Linked DNA regions of Ovis aries: region 2 is linked to region 1. A link is a contact called in public Hi-C data. All regions are on one chromosome and are shown on one strand. The core of a region is the stretch at or near the end of the contact, and the rest is flanking DNA. Distances in the headings are between cores, read along the strand shown.

Region 1 (6,121 bases), core at 1,625-4,124:
CCACCAGAAGAAATTGTTTTTCACGAGTAGACTAAAATTTCTGAGCTAAGTCAGCATTCTATGTTAGCCTTTTATCATAAGTGCAAAATTTTCATCATAGAAAAAATACATTAAATTTAACCTTATTTAATACCTATTGTATATTTTGGGCCTAGAAATATCTTTGAAAACTACTTTGGTAATAAAAATGAAATGTATATGGATTTGTATGCTTTTAATTATCCACATGAAAAATAGTCTCAAAATAAATACTGTAATGATGCAGATATTTTGGTGAGAATGAATGTAAACCTGTAACTTGACAATTGATGATCCAGCTGCAGCTGTGATAGGATTAGGGCTTAAATATTTTGAATATCTGTTTAAAAATAAACTTTAGTGCAGCTGATGAGATTATGTATTTTAATAGATGTGTTTGCTGAAATTACATATCTGAAACAAATATGAAGTTGTATTTTTCCTTTGCTCTGTCGTTAAAACTTTTTTGCTTCCCAGTATACTGTTTATTAAAAGTATGGTGGTGGCCTCTTGATTCTTTCACACATTAAGCAAAATGGGAAAGTTACTCCTCTTTTGTAATGTGAATCTTGCCATCTTTCAAAAAGGTTAATTTGATAAAAATTGTCAAATGTGTTTTCTAGTGGTATTTTTATAACCAAAGTGAGCTTTATACCACATTTTTTACATATAATTTTTAAGAATAATAAACTTTCTCCTTGTATAGCTGAAAATGTTAGCTCTCCCTTAGCAAAGGTGTTCTCAATTCCAGCAGCTCCACAGAGTACTTATACTTCAGTACTTCCTCCACATGGACACCACATCCTATCTCTGAGTTCCTCTTCATCATCTCAGGGATCTTTCTTCATCTGTGAGCAAAAATTTGCTCCTACAATATTGCACCATTGCCAATTGGTATTCTCCCTGTTAGTCATGAATTTCCAGAGAAACAGAATCAATGAGGTACATATATATATATATATATATGTGTGTGTGTGTGTGTGTGTGTGTGTCTATATGTATATATATATCGGAGAAGGCAATGGCACCCCACTCCAGTACTCTTGCCTGGAAAATCCCATGGACAGAGGAGCTTGGTGGGTGCAGTCCATGGAGTCACTAAGAGTCGGACACGACTGAGCAACTTCACTTTCACTTTTCACTTTCACGCATTGGAGAGGGAAATGGCAACCCACTCCAGTGTTCTTGCCTGGAGAATCCCAGGGACGGCGGAGCCTGGTGGGCTGCCATCTATGGGGTCGCACAGAGTCGGACACGACTGAAGCGACTTAGCAGCAGCAGCAGCAACAGATATATATGCTGTGTGCTTTGTTGCTCAGTCAGTCATGTCCAACTCTTTGTGATCCCATGGACTATAGCCCACCAAGCTCCTCTGTCCATGGAGATTCTCTCTCCAGGCAAGAATACCAGAGTGGGTTGCCATGCCCTCCTCCAGGAGATCTTCCCAACCCAGGGATTGAACCCAGGTCTCCTGCATTGCAGGCAGATTCTTTACTTCTGAGCCACCAAGGAAGCCCAAGAATACTGGAGAGGGTAGCCTATCCCTTCTCCAGGGGATTTTATATATATATATATATATATATATACACACACACACACACATATACACATGCATACACACTATTTTATATATATGTATATGGCATTTTTCATAGGGAATTTGTTCATGGGATTGTGGGAAGTCCAAAATCTGCTATGTGGGCCAGCAGACTGGAGACCCAGGTGAGCTGATGCAGCTCTCACTGGAATGGATGCAGATCCAGTCTTAAGGCAGTATGGTGGAGAACTGCCCCTTGCTTGGGGAGGCTGGTCTTTTTGTTCTACTCAGACCTTCAACTGATTGCATGAGGCCCATCTGTATTATGGAGGGCAATCTGCTTTACCCGAAGTTCACCCATTTAAACATTAATCTCATCCAAACACACCCTATAAGCTGACACACAGCATGAACCATCACCATTCCCTTCCTCATCCCCCTCCCCGGGTTAAGGTAAGAAGGCTCTGCTCCCTGTGCTTATTGCAGCATTTGTAGAAAACCAGGAGCGATGAGTGTGGGTGTTACTACTTTCTTCTTTTCTGCTTCTCGATTGTTCAGGTATTTTGGGAGTGGGCAGGAGGAAGGGGGATAAGGAGGAAGAAGGGATCTTATAAGTAATAAGAACCGTTACTTATTGTGCACAATTGACAGAGCTAGTGTCTTAAGCCCAGAGAAACCTTGACAGAAGGGCCCTGTTGCCAGCTGTTCCCTGGATCTTCTTGAGAACCTCCACTCCTCAGCTTGGATTCTTGGAATGAGTTGGGCAGAATCTGTCTTTGTCATGGAAGCTGCTCTGTGTAGAGCGAAAGGTCTGTGAGAAAATAACTGCTCTTCCCACCTAGAACCCTCAGATTGGACTTGGAGAGAGGAGACTTGGGGCTCTTGTCTTTTGTCTGCTTTGTGGTTTGGGGTACTTTTCTCATTATTTTTGTATCTCAGTTTCCTCCTATGCCAAATGGGGACAATAACAAAGCCTCAGAATGTTGCTGTGGGGATGATATCAGAGGTTATGTGTGAGTGCTTTATATCCTGCAAAGCACTATATGAATGAAGTGTGGGTTTTACTTTATCCTACTTGTTGCTACCAAGTAAAACCTAATTTATATAAAACAATCAGTTTTGCTCTAAGTACTCAAGGCTCCTGCCAGTATGATCACCCTATGATAGATCTGTCAAGTTTTCTTTCAAGGAACAAAAGGGTATATCATAAGGAGTTTGTTTCCTGGATTGGGGACTCATATTCAACAACCTTGCCCCACTCCAGTGTGACTTGTAACACTACTGTTACAAGTTACTACTACCTTGCCTGGAAGCCGTTGGTGACAGTGAGGAGATAAATAATTAACCTAACAAGTTCTTGTGCAATTTCTTTGTTGCCTAGAGTCATGTTCAAAGATTAGATTTCCTGGGCAGAAGCTGAAACAATTTTTTCCCTATGGCATTGAAAATAGGAACCATGCTTGAATGAAATAAAAATTGACTGATCGTTCATTAAGTTGGACATTTAATTCAGTCAGTACATATTCGTTGAGAGAACTGCATTGTTCTGTGCCAGGCTGTAAGGAAGAAACAAAGGGGAAGAAAAGGAAATAAGCCTGGAAAGATAGATGCTTGATGGTGAGGCTGGAGAGCTTGGACTTTATTTGGTTGATGTTAAAGCAAATGAGGGTGTAAGTGTTCTGCTACATCCTAGCTGTGTAATTTGGGGTAAATTACTAAACTATTCTGTGCCTCAGTTTCTTCTTCTGTGAAGTGGAAAGAATGAGAATATAACTCATAGTCCTGTCGTGAGGATGAAAGGAGGTAACGCATGAAAAGTGCTGAGCATGGTGCCTGACACTGGCGGGCCTCTGTAGGTATTTGAGCTCAACAAAACGCATGTCAGGAAGCAAGTCTGGCAGCACCACGAGGTTAGGTTGCTACATCACTGGCAGGGGTGGTGATGGGGAGACTGTTGCAGTAAATGCAGAGTGCTTGGCAGCACCAGGGGCCTGGGAATTCAAGCTGCCTTTGTAGGTTGGCTGAACAGAATGGTTTAAGAATGTAGGGGTTATGCATGGCAGGGCACAGTTATTTGTGGGCTCATAACTGGAATCTCATATTTCGCCTCTTCCTTCTTTTACCTTCATCAAAGCCTGACCTTCATCAGGGCTCATGTGCTGTGTTGTGTTCACATTTCTGATGTCATTTTCTGGTTCGGGGACAACTAGTAGGAATAGAACAGTAGGAATGGGGCATTGAGGGAGAATCCAAAATACTCCTCGCCTTTCCATTTTTCCCCTGTTTTCTGGTTTCATTTCAGTGAGATTGAAGAGGTTGCATGATATCTGAGTGCTCTAGTTAGGGACTATATATATTTTATTTCTCCTGCTTTCTTAGTTTTTGGAATGTTCCTAGGAGAATTTAGGTACAACTTTGATTTGATCAGCCTCAATACTTTTAATTTTCCCTGAATGTAAAGATATGCCAGTGTCCTTAGGAGTCACAATCAGTTATGATGGCTCCAGCCACCTCCTGACTAGAGTAATGCATACAGAATCATCTGGTGAGTCTCATGGGGCAGTCCAGCAGTTTCTACCACTCTTAGGAAAAATAAACTCACAAACAGCTTTGCTCTCAAATTTCTTCTTCCTCTTGACCTGATAAAAATTATAGCAAACAGCATCTTTAATCTGTAAGGTATGAATGAGCACCCTTGAGTTAATCTTCTTTGTAACTGGAAATTTTCAGACATTTTCTTAAAATGAGCAGTCTATGTAGCCAACCTGTAGCCAGCTTTCAAATTGGCTATCCACAGAGTCCCCCACCTATTCGTGTATTTTAACCAGAAATGGAGTCATCATCTGTCTAGATCAAGGGGATAACTGAAGAGACAATTTGCATTCACTGCTTGAGATGTAGAGATGGCTGTCTTTCAGAAATTGTCAAACCAAAGCTGGGCGTTAGATTTGTTGAGGGTAGAAAGTGAATAGTAAATAGTCTCTGCACATGTGTGATTTTTTCCACCCTCCATTTTTCTATCTCCTCAATAACGGTTTCAACTAACATGAGACACAGCACATGGGTATTCTGTCCCAGCTCTATCCAGACATATGCCTGGTGGCAGTGGATATAAATGATTGTTAACAGGTAATATTAAATGCATTCTAAATTCTTCAGAAAGGCAGGGGAGAAAACAAAAATTACTGCCTGCTGCTTACATACTGACCAGTCTGAGGCTGATACATTCTTACTTGCTAAATTAGTAAGAGGGTGGGAAGCAATTTTCTCCTAATACCGTTGTATTCCTCAGTGTACAAATTTGTCTCAGCTTTCCTATTTCGCCATGGATAGTTGCTTAAGAGAGTTGTATCTAACCATTTAAAAAATCGCCCTATTTTTTTAAGTGGCTGCTGACATGAGCTATTAAGAAACCCCAAGCTTTTTTTAACAGCAGCTGCTTCCTCTGTCATTTATAGCCACCTAAGTTGGTTTGAATTTCTTTGCATGTTTAAGGTGTGGCTCCCATGTGTGAGAAGCATTTAGTTATTTTGATATTTTTGTCTTGGAATATGATGTCAATGACTGGGAACTTTTATACGTAGGTCATTTCATGTCTTTATTCTTGGGTGACATAACAATAGTTCTATGCTTATTCGTAACGCTATTTGATTTCTAAACTCATGTTTGGGGCCCACAAGTATTTCCTCTATGTATGTTTTCTTGGCCTCCATTTGTTTGTTTTAGCATGTTGGTTTTAGAAAGCCCAACGAGCTTGAACTTATTAACACTGATTCAACAAATACAGAATTTAGAGTTGTGTTCCAAGTTTCTTTTACTTATAAAACAATTTTTTTTTGGTCTTAAAGCTATATTTCTGAGGCACTGTATTCCTTGTTTCTTAGGCTCTCTAGGAATCCTTTTGAGCTAGTGTTACAGTCTTCCTTGCTGCTATTGACATCTTAAGACAATTCAGAGTGAACTAGAAACATATTGTATATTTGGTGAACATATGTATATAGTAAATACTAAAATATGGTAGACTTAGTTTATTTTTATTTTGCTTTGGTTTGATTTGTGGAAATTTATTCCTCTAAATGGCTTTTCTAATATGATTTTGTGGGCCCACTTTAGTCATTAAAACTCTTGCTCAGTGAAATACGATATCTCAACACTTTCTAGAAACTCTGTTCCAGCAGAGCTCTAATTAGAGCAGGGCAGTGTAATTTCCCCAAGCAAATAAATTTGCTGCTCATTTGGCTAGTCACACAATTTAGGCCTCTTTACTGAGGTCTTAAAGCAAAGGCTTATACCTATTTGAGACCCTTCCATCTGACTGTGGTTAGCCTGGTGGACTTGAAATTTCCACAATGGGGCTTCCAGCTGACATAATTTCCCTGGGTTTCTCCCCTTTGAGTTGCAGAGAGAATACCTAGAGATTTTTTTACTCTCATTTTGGGAGATGACTGAAGAGAAGTGTGTTCTTTGCCTCCCGGGATAGGTCTGGCTCAAAGTCTGCCTTTGTCAGAGTGTCCTGTGTCCATTCTTGACTTGCCCCCCAGCTGAGAGGAAGAGGTCATTCCCAGA
Region 2 (6,121 bases), core at 1,567-4,066, 65 kb before region 1:
TCCCTCCCCATAACATCTCTCTGGGTCATCCCCATGCACCAGCCCCAAGCATGCTGTATCCTGCGTCAGACATAGACTGGCGATTCAATTCTTACATGATAGTATACATGTTGGAATGCCATTCTCCCAAATCATCCCACCCTCTCCCTCTCCCTCTGAGTCCAAAAGTCCGTTATACACATCTGTGTCTTTTTTCCTATCTTGCATACAGGGTTGTCATTGCCATCTTTCTAAATTCCATATATATGTGTTAGTATACTGTATTGGTGTTTTGCTTTCTGGCTTACTTCACTCTGTATAATCGGCTCCAGTTTCATCCATCTCATCAGAACTGATTCAAATGAATTCTTTTTAACGGCTGAGTAATACTCCATTGTGTATATGTACCACAGCTTTCTTATCCATTCATCTGCTGATGGACATCTAGGTTGTTCCCATGTCCTGGCTATTATAAACAGTGCTGCGATGAACATTAGGGTACATGTGTCTCTTTCAATTCTGGTTTCCTCGGTGTGTATGCCCAGCAGTGGGATTGCTGGGTCATAAGGTAGTTCTATTTGCAATTTTTAAAGGAATCTCCACACTGTTCTCCATCTGTTCCACTCTTTGCGACTCTGCGGACTGTAGCTCACCAGGCTCCTCTGTCCATGGGGATTCTCCAGGCAGCAAGAATCTGGAATGGGTTGCCATTTCCTTCTCCAGGAATGAATAAGCATTTGCTCCAAATTCCACAAGTATTCAGTTCAGTTCAGTTCAGTCGCTCAGTCGTGTCCGACTCTTTGCGACCCCATGAATCACAGCACGCCAGGCCTCCCTGTCCATCACCAACTCCTGGAGTTCACTCAGACTCACGTCCATCGAGTCTGTGATGCCATCCAGCCATCTCATCCTCTGTCGTCCTCTTCTCCTCCTGCCCCCAACCCCTCTCAGCATCAAAGTCTTTTCCAGTGAGTCAACTCTTCACATGAGGTGGCCAAAGTACTGGAGCTTCAGCTTTAGCATCATTCCTGCGAAGGAAATCCCAGGGCTGATCTCCTTCAGAATGGACTGGTTGGATCTCCTTGCAGTCCAAGGGACTCTCAAAAGTCTTCTCCAACACCACAGTTCAAAAGCATCAATTCTTTGGTGCTCAGCCTTCTTCACAGTCCAACTCTCACATCCATACATGACCACAGGAAAAACCATAGCCTTGACTAGATGGACCTTCGTCGGCAAAGTAATGTCTCTGCTTTTGAATATGCTATCTAGGTTGGTCATAACTTTTCTTCCAAGGAGTGTCTTTTAATTTCATGGCTGCAGTCACCATCTGCAGTGAGTTTGGAGCCCAAAAAATAAAGTCTGACACTGTTTCCACTGTTTCCCCATCTATTTCCCATGAAGTGATGGGACCAGATGCCATGATCTTCGTTTTCTGAATGTTGAACTTTAAGTCAACTTTTTCACTCTCCTCTTTCACTTTCATCAAGAGGCTTTTGAGTTCCTCTTCACTTTCTGCCATAAGGGTGGTGTCATCTGCATATCTGATGTTATAGATATTTCTCCCGGCAATCTTGATTCCAGCCTGTGTTTCTTCCAGTCCAGTGTTTCTCATGGTGTACTCTGCATATAAATTAAATAAGCAGGGTGACAATATACAGCTTTGACGTACTCCTTTTCCTATTTGGAACCAGTCTGTTGTTCCATGTCCAGTTCTAACTGTTGCTTTCTGACCTGCATACAGATTTCTCAAGAGGCAGGTCAGGTGGTCTGGTTAACACTTTACTATGATTACATATACTACTGTTGTGTGTGTGTCCCATGCTCTTTTACAGCTGGGTCTTCTATCTGTTGAAGAGTAGGGTAACTGGATTTTGTAGAAATGAGTGGGTCAACTGGTGGAAACCCTCAAAAAACCAATTAACGCAGCAGTACAAGACCTTTTCTTCTCCTGTAACGTTGCTCCATCTTCTTCGTCCCCAAATCAAAACCCAATGTTTGAATTTAACGATGGGGTTCTGCGTGTCTAGCAGGGAGGTAGCTGGAGAACAAGGTAAAAGGGCCAGAGCCCCACCTCCCTACCCTCCAAGAGTTTCACAAAAACTAGCTAAAGAATGAGTCAGGGTCTCCTTGTATTAAACAAAGAGAGCACCAGCCTTGCGGTCCCTGACCAGGTGGGATGATTTGAAGAGCTGGGCGGATTCCGGACTAGGGAGAGGTTTAGAGGAAGGCGTGTGGTCCAATCTCCTGATTTGAAATTGGCTACAAGTGAATGCAGCCTTTATTGCCCCTCGGGTGTATCCACAGGGAGTGCTCACGAGGTTGTGTGTGTGTGTGTGTGGGGGGGGGGACGGTGTGTGAGACAGGGCGAGGGGAGGGGTCACGATCAGCAACCCCCCACCCCTCCCCAGCCCGGGGGCCTCTAAACGTGTACGCTCTGCGTGGGGGGCAGCGTGGGCGACCGGGGGGCCCGGTCCCGCTAGCCCGCGCGCAGTGTGCAGGTGCGGAAAGCAGGCGGCAGTCTGACCCTACCGTGGCGCGCCCGGTGCGGGAGCCGGGGAGCACCCTGAGCCGCGGGCTGCGAGGCGCGCCCGCGGGCGGCAGGAGGCAGCGTCGGCCCAGGCGGCGCGGCGGCGAGCGAGGCAACGCGCGGTGATGTCAGTGGCGGCCCGGCTGGCAGCAGCCGGTACTTCCTGTATAAAGGCGGGCGGGCTCGGCTGCAAACCCTACTAGCCAGTGTCAGCCTCTCGGCGGGAGGAGGAGGAGAAGGCGGAGGAGGAGGAGGAGCAGGGGGAGGGCTGTCAAATTCGGGAGCCAGATTTTTTTCCCTTCCCTTGGCAATCCCTTCCGCTTCCCCGGCTCCTGGCGTGACATCTGCGGACCGGGGACCTGTATGTGTGTGCGCGCGAAGGAGCGGAAGAATGGCAGTGCTCAAACTCACCGACCAGGTAGGGGGCGGCGGCGCCGGCGGGCGGGACGCGCGGGCGCAGGGCGGCGCGGAGCCCCGGCAGGGGGATGGGGGCGCGGCACGGAGCGCGCCCGCGAGCTGTTTACTCGCGGCGAAGGGGAGGAGTGTGTGCGGCCGCCGGCTGCTCCGAAAGCCGGCGGCTGCAGCCCTCCTCCCCGGCTCGGTCCCCGCCCTGGGCCGTCGGAACTGCGCGCTCGGCTCGGCGGCTGGGGCGCCCCGGGGGTTGGGGAAGGGGCGGCGGGGCTCTAGCTGGCGTGCGGGGGTGCGTTGTCCACGGGCCCGGGCTGGGCAGGGGGAGGGGAGGCTCGAGGTGCTCCTCCGGCGCTGCGCAGCTTGGGCTCCTCCAGCCCGGGCGGGCGGGAGAGAGGCTGATGCGCGCCGCCGGGAAGAGGAAGGTGGATGGAGAGGGAGAAGGATCGCAGCCTGGGACCCTTTTCCCAGCCAAGCTGGAGACCGGCCCAGACCGTGGCTCTCGTGTGGTCGGGCTGTCTTTATCCTTTTGACGTGACACCCTGACTTCCTCTTTGGTAGCCCAGGGGCTGTGTGTGCGTCGTGCACGATGGAGATCTCAGGCACGGCTGTCCCTAGAGGAGGTGAAGTTCGGCCCGGGGTTCCACTCACAGTCGGTGGGCTACCCTCTGCCTGTGTTGATGAGCTTTGTCGCTTTCCGGCTAAGCCATAGCACGGGGTAGCTCTAGAGCCCTTTGCTTGGAGAGGTGGGGATGTTTGCTAGCTCGGTTGACAGTCCTCGCTGGAGGTCTGAGGCACGAGACACCCCTACCTTTTCGGACGCTGCTGCTCTGAGGGCATTGACACAAGCGCCCAGCCAAGTTGTATGACAAAACTCTGTAACTCCTCCTACGAAAAAAGGAAACAGCTTCCTTTTATTTCTTTTGCCATTTATTCATGGATAGTGAAATGAACATTGTTTTGAGGTCCTGGTAGGCGGAGAGGCAGACTTGACTTTGACACAGGCGGTCAAACATGCCAGCCCTTGGTGTTTAAACATCTCATACTTCTCAAGTGGGTTGCATCTGGTGCCTCCCTGTCCTCAGTATCTAGCCAGAACTTCCTGAGACTTAAGTGCAATCAATCACCACAGTAATTTGTTCTCCTGCCTTTAGAGTCAAAGTTTTGCTTTGCTTTCTGTATTTACAGGCTTTAAAAATTTTCTTTTTATATGGGGGAGGGATCACTGAATTAAAATGAACCTTATCGTTAAATTTAGCAGGAGGAGCAGCTGGTAGTGATGAATCTATTTGTTTCCATTGGTTCCAGAGCATTTAAGAGTACTTGTAAGTTGATATTAGTTTAGCCCTACCCCCAACCCCCCACCTTTTAGTCACATACTTTGACAACTGTTAGACATTTGTTTTAAATCTTTCGATTTTAGTCTGCCTTGGTCATGTTATCTTTTGCCATTGCAAGTTACTCTACTTCTCTGTTAATCTCTAAATATTCATCTTCAAAGTACACAAAATGCTTCTAATAGGTGTTGTCATTTTCACATACACAAAAGAATTTTACATAGAACTTTAGAGCTGGAAGGGATGCCAAAGGTGATCTTCACCCAAATCCTTAATTTTTTAACAAAGAAACTGAGGTCTAGACAAGAGAAGCAAGTCTTCCTCAAGGACACAGCTCTTGGACTTGTAGGGCAGAGATGCACTCCTGTCTCCTGCCTTCCAGATTTCTGTCCTTTCTTCTAGGGATGGTTGATATCTCCTGCTGTCTTGTCATCAGCTGTGTTGAAAGGCTGACAAGAAGGCATCCTCTGCTAAATCAGGATCAACCCTGGTGAAAAGTATTTTTTGATTTTAGAAAGTTATTCTCCAGGACTTGTCCGAGTAGAACTTTTCAAAGAGTTTCTCTTTTAAAGTGTTTTTGAATACATCCCCACCCTTCCCCCAACAAACTAGTCTCACTGTGGAGGGCAAGAAAGGGTTGTATAATGTTTATTTGATTCCATCTCCTGCTGCATAACAGGAAACTAAGGAGTTCTAAGATTCATGGACACCTAGAAGTTGACAGCCTATGGGGCAAAGCCTGAGGGAGAGGAGGTGGACTGGGTGGGGTAGAGTGGTGAACAATTATGGTTTCTGGGAGGCCTTAGGTCCAGGAACTGTGTGGTCTTTCTTGCCTTATATAGTCTTACCTTTCAGTTTGAAACTCTAAATTCTTAGAAGCTGGTTCTTAACCTCATCAGAGGCTTAAAATCCTTTGCTTAAACTCCTACTACAGGAGCTTTGCTTCACCGTTATGGTAGGGAACCACCTGCTTCAGATCTGGACCTTACGAGTTTGTAGAAATGCCTCGCTCTCCACTCAGCTGTGTATTAAAACAATCACGTGTTAATTCTCTCTCATTTGTTTAATGCCCTGTTTGCAAGGTGGATCTTGTTTTTGTCAAAGTTCTTGGACTTTTAGTATGAAGACACATTCTTGTGTTAATAACCTGAATCACTAGTTGTCTTGGGTTTTTTTGTTTTATTATTTAGATTTTTGTTTTTGAGTTTTATAATTTGTTTAATTGACATAACTGGTTTATAATAGTTAAGTTTCATGTGTATATGAAAGAATTGGCATTTCCTGTCCTGCTGAAACTGGGTGCAGGAGCTTGCTGGCGATGGTGGTCACCTCCTCAGTAGTCAGTCCCTCGCTGACATCTCTGTCATGCAAGAGGAGGAAAATGCCTTTTCCGAGCTCTGTTTTGGGAGAGTTAAAAGAAAGGAGGAAGGGAGAGGCAAGTGTGGGGTTTAGTTTTTTTTTCTTTTTTCACTATGAAAAGGAACTAGGAGCTATTGCTGCAAATAGACTTCGCATTGAGCACTTCTGCATTTGTAACTGTGTCTCTTCTGTTTTCCCCTTCACACAATACACATCATTTTTCTTACAGCGTTAGGGGGACTGATCTTCCTGGTTTGCCAAGACTGAGGGGTTTTCAAGGATATGGGACTTTTGGTACTAAAACCAGGAGATTCTAGGCAAATCAGGACAAGCTGATCACCCTATACAGCACAGAACACACTCACCTATGTAATTAACATAACAAGGTAATTATTTCCTCATCGATGGATATTGGGATTTTATTTATATCTTTATAAAGTGAGAATTTTAAGTTTGGGAAGAATTTCTTTACATCTAAATGTAATACATCTTAGTTAAAGATAGATGTGAA

The links. Hi-C and Micro-C count contacts between places; a contact is called where the count stands out from the background.
Region 2: a Hi-C map of liver shows a contact between it and region 1, with 8 times the contacts expected there. The contact joins the promoter of ANKRD44 here to the enhancer-like site in region 1. A contact is called at or near these places in 4 of 16 Hi-C or Micro-C datasets (blood, hypothalamus and liver).

Annotation. Positions count from the first base shown.
Region 1 is chr2:199,557,409-199,563,529 of ARS-UI_Ramb_v3.0, reverse strand. All of the region lies in intron 1 of ANKRD44 (ankyrin repeat domain 44), which reads left to right. Among named protein-coding and RNA genes, the nearest start is that of ANKRD44, 66 kb to the left of the region's middle. Within about 2 kb of position 2,874, at least 1 of the 54 cell types and tissues checked has an H3K27ac peak or open chromatin away from gene starts, as enhancers often do. A contact at or near this core is called in liver, where this site is marked.
Region 2 is chr2:199,622,745-199,628,865 of ARS-UI_Ramb_v3.0, reverse strand. ANKRD44 (ankyrin repeat domain 44) reads left to right here and starts at 2,816. Exons shown (of 28, transcript XM_042244028.2): 1 at 2,816-2,924. The coding sequence starts at 2,898.